2 separate regions of the Zea mays genome follow, and region 1 is linked to region 2. Evidence: chromatin contacts called from public Hi-C data. All regions are on one chromosome and are shown on one strand. The core of a region is the stretch at or near the end of the contact, and the rest is flanking DNA. Distances in the headings are between cores, read along the strand shown. Region 1 holds the start of LOC100278145. Region 2 holds the start of LOC103629647 (twinkle homolog protein, chloroplastic/mitochondrial).

Region 1 (2,912 bases), core at 195-2,694, 380 kb before region 2:
AGGGAGGCCATTGACAAAATCGTTGAGGTGCTCATTGAGAAGGAGACAGTGACCGGAGACGAGTTCCGGGCGATCCTTTCTGAGTTTGCCGAGATCCCTGTTGAGAACCGGGTTCCCCCAGCCACACCGGCGGCCGCGCTCCCAGCCTAAACCCTAGCCTTGTAGGGGAGGATTTTCTTGTTGTATGGTGTTCATATTTTGGATTCTTGGTGTACACTAACTCTACTAAATCTGCCGGATTTTCGGTACACGACATGTAAGATGTAACTTACTCATGGTGAATTAATAGTAAAATGTAATTAGATTAAAATAATAGGCCTGGCGCAACATTTTCAGTTTGTAGCTTCGCTTCTGGCGAGCGAAATCTCTTGCTATATGTTCCACGGTTCCTACTTCATAAAACTATATGTTCTAATTAAGAACTTGCCATTTTGTTTTTGGAACTGATGGGATCGGGATCAGCAAGTTGCCACATTTTTAAAATGCAAATCTAACCAGCAAAATTACACCTCGTTATTAGCCAGGTGTGATCCCATTCCCAAATTTGCTTGTCAATTGGTTTTGATCATCCTAAAAAGCTATACGCCTCACCGGCGCAGCCAATGAGTCGAGAATATGCGTTGGTTATGCTACTACGAATGTAACCGACCTCATTCTAGAGCAACGACAAGCCGGTAAATAAAAAGGAATAAAGCGTAAACCAGAACTGTCGCCAACAGATTATAAAGAATGACAACACAGTCACACCTGTCAGTGTCGTCACTGTACGGCAAATTAGCAAAAAGCATACGGGTCTTCACGTGCAAAAGCTAAGAAATATACGTACTCGCTCAGCTCCATAGCACTTCAACGTTTGCTTACTGAGATCAATAGAGAAGATAGAATATAGAAAACTAAAATATTCTTTAAAAATAGAGATAGATACGTATTAGATAATTAGGAATGTGCCCTTGCGTTACCACTAGGAATGTACCCTTGCGTTACCACGAGACAAAGAGAGTGTGAGAAGCAACGTTTAGACTACAAATATAATTTTTATTTATCTATAAACATTAAGTTATTTGTGGTATGGTGGTTAGCTCTAAATTTTTGTGCATAGATGTGTATGAGTTCGATTACTCGTTCTGCACTATTTTTTGTGGACACTGGTGTGGGGAGTGTGAAGTCGTGGTAGCACGTGCCTACATTAGATTTTTGATAGAATAGTATAGAAGATATTAAATATATTAATAAGTAAATATAATATTATCTCTGTCTAAAAATAGTAGTTATTTTAGTTCTTTGTTTTTAATGTTTATATTTAAATGCATAAAGATAAATCTAGACACATATTAAACACATACATCAAATAATAATAAATTTATTAACTAATAAAATAAATTTTAATTTAGGACGGACAATGTAAGATAAAATCTGGAAAGTGATACGTATGTATTTTGGGATGGAGTACTCCGACGCAAAACTCTCTCCGCTGCTCCGCAAACCAAGCAAGACCGGAAGAGCGCCCAGGCCCACCACAGCGGCCACTCCTCCCCCATTCCCGAGTCCCGACCAACCACCGGCACCGACGCGGCCGCTCCCCAGCATGGCCTCCACCGCCGCCGCGCCGCGCACCACGAAGGAGCTCATGGACGCCCTCACCGCGCACCTCTCTCTCTACCACGCCGCCGCGAACCCTAGCCCCGCCACCGCTGCTGCCTCTACCTCCTCCTCGTCACCGCGCGCTGCGATCCTCCGGTGGCTCGCCTCCCTCTCCCCCGCCGCGCGCGCTGCGGCTGCCACCTCCCTCCTCTCCCCCGCCGCGGCTGCCGCGCTGCTCTCCATGGTCCGCCGGCTCCGCCTCCGCGGCCACTCCTCCTTCTTCGTGCTCCACTCCTCGTCCCCGTCCACCTCCGCGCGCGGAGCCGAGGAGCCAACCGTCCTCTCGCGCCTCTCCCGGGGCCTCCTCGCCCGCGCCGCCGCCAGCTCCCGGGCGCAGGCGCTCCTCTTCGCCAACACCCTCCTCTTCCCCTCGTCGCCCGCATCGTCGCGGCGCCCCGACGTGATCACCGTCGCCGAAGCCTTCGTCGCTGACCTCGACGGCTTTGTCGCAGCCATGGATGAGATCTCTGGCGGGAGGTTCCTCTGCTGCGGGGAGGGGGAAGTGGACCTGGCCGCGCTGGCGTGTCAAGATTTCCCGGAGCTGCCCTGGCTTAATGCCAAGGGGTACTACGTGATCGAGGAGTTTCTGGCCAATAGGTTGGATATCGCACTGCGAATGTCGTGGGCAGCGGCAGGGGGTGGGTCAGCTGGAGGGAGAAAGGCGGTGAGAATTGGGAAGAGTGCGAAGGAGAAGGCTGGGCTTGCTGCAAACGCGTTCTGGAGGGAGAAGGGATATGCGGATTGGTGGATGAGACTGGAGCCTCGGATGAGAGCAAGTCTCATGGGGGTATTCTTCGGGAAAGGTGCAATGGCCCTGGTAATATGCTCTCTATGCTGCCTTTTGCTACAATCTGACAATTATGGATTTCAAATACTATGGGGTTGCATTTCACAATTCTATGCCTTATTTGCATAAGTGAACTCCAGATTTGGGAGTCATATCTGCAATTTCGTTATAAACTTCTACAATGGTTTTAATTCAAGTGTGATGGTTTGGGATAAGACATTTATTTGTTATTGTTACATGAATGAATTGTCAAGCTGTGATTTAGTTAAGATGTGCATGGGGCAAGTAACTCTGGGTTGTGTTTATTAAGGGTGGTGTATCCCATACTGATGCATTATTGGGGTGGCTATCGTTGACCTTTTATTGTATGATATGTGTGGAAAGGCTGTTGATGGTGATGTAAGGATGGAACATCGAGAGGAATAAAATGGCATAATCTAGTCTTGCAATCTTATTTCTAAGGTCAGTTTAGGGAAAACAGGCC
Region 2 (2,915 bases), core at 298-2,797:
GGTGTGGACAACTCACCCATCCTTTCGGATGTAGACACTGAGACTCAATTCCTCACTAGATCCACCATTGCACTAGCAAACAGAAGGAAAGTTATACTTCATTATTTGTCACCAGATAACCCGACATCCAAAGCAATGGATCACTAAAAATAAATGATACATCAGTATTGCATGTGAATTGAAATGTTATCTTGACTCACGTAATTTTGAATGGGTGATTTAGAGATGTGTCATTTCTGTGTAACAATTTCTTATCATTCATGTCTTCAATCAGATAGATTACTTGGTTATAAAGCTAAGATATAATTCATGGATAGACAGTAAACTGGAAGCAGCACAAGGTTGTAAAAAACAGATGCTCCATACCTGTGGACACAACATGCGCTGAAAATTTCCAAGTCTCCACTGCTTGGGATTAATACCTTCGTTTTTCAACTTCTGAATGATCTTCCCAAGCCTCTCCTCAGAAGCAGTTGAGTAGTTTTTTGCCGAAAGAACTGTAATGCAAAAACGAATGAACTGTAATGCAAAAAAACACACTAAATGGTTTAAAAACAAAGGTGCTTCTGCATCCAGTTGTTATAAGCAGAATGAAAATAATTAAATTATAAAAAATAGCAGCCTAAGTAGAGGAGAACAGACAGTGAAATTGAGGCCTAGTCAGCGCATATCACCAATTAATTTATATACGTCAAACAGGCTAACACCATTCGACTTAAATTTCTAAAATCATTTGAGCACGTGCATTGATCCGCTCTGCTACAAATTCCAAATCTCCAATTGGAGGAAGTTGCGTTTGAAGCATTTTCCAAATGTGAGCTCGCTCGGGACCATGAAAACTCAACACTTGTCTAGGGTCGAAGATACAACCATTGGCTGCGAAATAAATAAAACATCGACCACGCAAATTACCATACTTCCCCGGGTGCTTAGCTCCTAAGCCAAAGCCACTCAAAGTTCTTTTTATATACTGAAAAACGACAGACACATGGCAACGAGTGCTCCAGAGCTCGGGTACAGCGCATTACCGTTCCTGGAGCACGGGGGGGCGGGGGCCGACCGCCGCGAGTCGGGGGCGCTGCGCACGCAGCAGACCACCTCAGGCCGCCTGGGGACGCGTCCCGGCGAGAAGGAGTGGAGCAGCCGGATGCGGTGCCCCCCTGCGGCGGCCGTCGCAGCTAGACGGCGGCGCGCAGCGAGGAGCGGGCCCGAGTCCCCGCTGGCCGCGGCGGCGGAGGCGGCCATGAGGAGCAGAGAGTGGAGCGACGGCCGCGGGGGCATCACGGGGCACCGGGTAGGGTTCCGGCAGCCTGGTTGGTCAGAGGCGCGGGGACATGGGGCAGGCAGAGCAGGGGAGGAGGGGTTTGGGTGTGGGGGGCTTGGTAAAGAAGAAAGGGAGAGGCGGGGCGGGGGAAGATAGATTGGGTAGGAAGGGGGGTTTAGGGTTTTGTTCATTTCGCCTTCAACGTCGTCGTCGTCCGCCGCGCGTGCGGCGTTCCGGGGTTTCTGCGCCGTGTCTTTAGGGTCGGGTCCCGCTGTTCAGCGACGAATGGTACGAACGTGACAAATGAGGAGCCTTTCACCTGTGTGTTAGACTGAGCAGCTCTAAATGCCTCTAAAAGAATATTCTTTGTTCTTTACAGAACTCTTTAAAACATTCTGTCCTCTATATTTTCTCTATCTCCAATAACGTTCTCTAAATTTGATCTTCTATATCTACAGTAATAATATACTCTATATACTCAATTTTTTAACAAATTAATACAATTAGAACTCATGTACGTAACACAAAAAATAAGTTTTTTTTTATTTTGAAAGTTATATATTTTTCGAAATCATACTAGTACGTAGTTGAAAACCGAATTCTGGAATCTAAAAATATTTTTTATTCATATATTTATTAGGAGAACAATGAACTCAACGATGTTGTATATATTTTTTGGTGCTCGAAACAAAAAATGTTTGTATTTGTCAATAAAGATTCGTTGAATGCTTAAATTAATTTGAAATGTGATGAACAATCAATTTTTGCTTTGTGATGGTGTATCCGTATCGGCTTTACTTCGTGGCTTCCATCGTGACTGCGTATATAGCGCGTGCTTCAGCAACCGCTACATTTAGAGTACTCTGGAGGAGCGCTACAATTTACAGGGTTGTTTCCCGGTTGTTGTTGGAGGGTGAGGGGAAGCCGAGAAACGTTATATTTAATGTTCAGAACCGTATACAGGTCCTTGCTGGAGGCAACCTTAGGCTCCCAAACTCTTACTATGCCAGCTTTAGTGTTGTCTATTACTTCTCTAAGAAAACAATTTTCTCCTTATTTTCAAAAGAGTTCTAGAAAACACCTTGTTTGGTTGTAAATATAGCTCATCCTAAAGTTTCTTCTAAGATATAGAGTCGATGAAGACAAATACATAGAAAATGAGTTATTCCCTCTTTTCTAGGAAGAGCTCTTCAAACAATCTCCCCTTTAGTAGATTTTTTAAAGAGTTGTTGAAGAAGCTCTTGAAAGAGTCCTACCAAAAGAGACCTTATTATTTCACGCTTCCTTATATCCCTTCAAAATTTTAGAAGTCCAAACTACCTCCACCATTGTTGTTGAAAGTCACCTAGAGGGGGTGGATAGGCGAAACCTGAAAATTATAATTCTAAATATAAACTAGATCCCTTGATTAGTGGTTAGAACAAGATTCACAATTACCGGAGTATAAACTTAAGTCCTTTGCTTGCAATGAGTATTGTATTCAGAGTGCGGAATTTAATCAATAACAATACTACTAGGAATGTTGGTGGAGAATAATGCAAGAGGGCTTAGATAAGAAGAGTAACACAAGTTCTTTCTTGCAAGGAGTTGCTTCTCTAAATGTGGTTTTAACTTGAAGCAACACAAAAAGATATTAGCAAAGAGTAGCGCA

The links. Hi-C and Micro-C count contacts between places; a contact is called where the count stands out from the background.
Region 1: a contact with region 2 is called in a Hi-C map of endosperm, with 3 times the contacts expected there. The contact joins the promoter of LOC100278145 here to the promoter of LOC103629647 in region 2. A contact is called at or near these places in 5 of 25 Hi-C or Micro-C datasets (ear, endosperm, leaf and 1 more).

What each region holds. Positions count from the first base shown.
Region 1 is chr6:102,693,355-102,696,266 of Zm-B73-REFERENCE-NAM-5.0, reverse strand. It overlaps LOC100278145, which reads left to right and starts at 1,444. Exons shown (of 16, transcript XM_008650739.3): 1 at 1,444-2,458. The coding sequence starts at 1,586. It overlaps LOC100147735 (filamentation temperature-sensitive H 2B), which reads left to right. Exons shown (of 5, transcript NM_001127249.1): 5 at 1-310. The coding sequence ends at 150.
Region 2 is chr6:102,315,414-102,318,328 of Zm-B73-REFERENCE-NAM-5.0, reverse strand. LOC103629647 (twinkle homolog protein, chloroplastic/mitochondrial) reads right to left here and starts at 1,547. Exons shown (of 21, transcript XM_008650737.3): 1 at 1,029-1,547; 2 at 367-497; 3 at 17-72. The coding sequence starts at 1,455.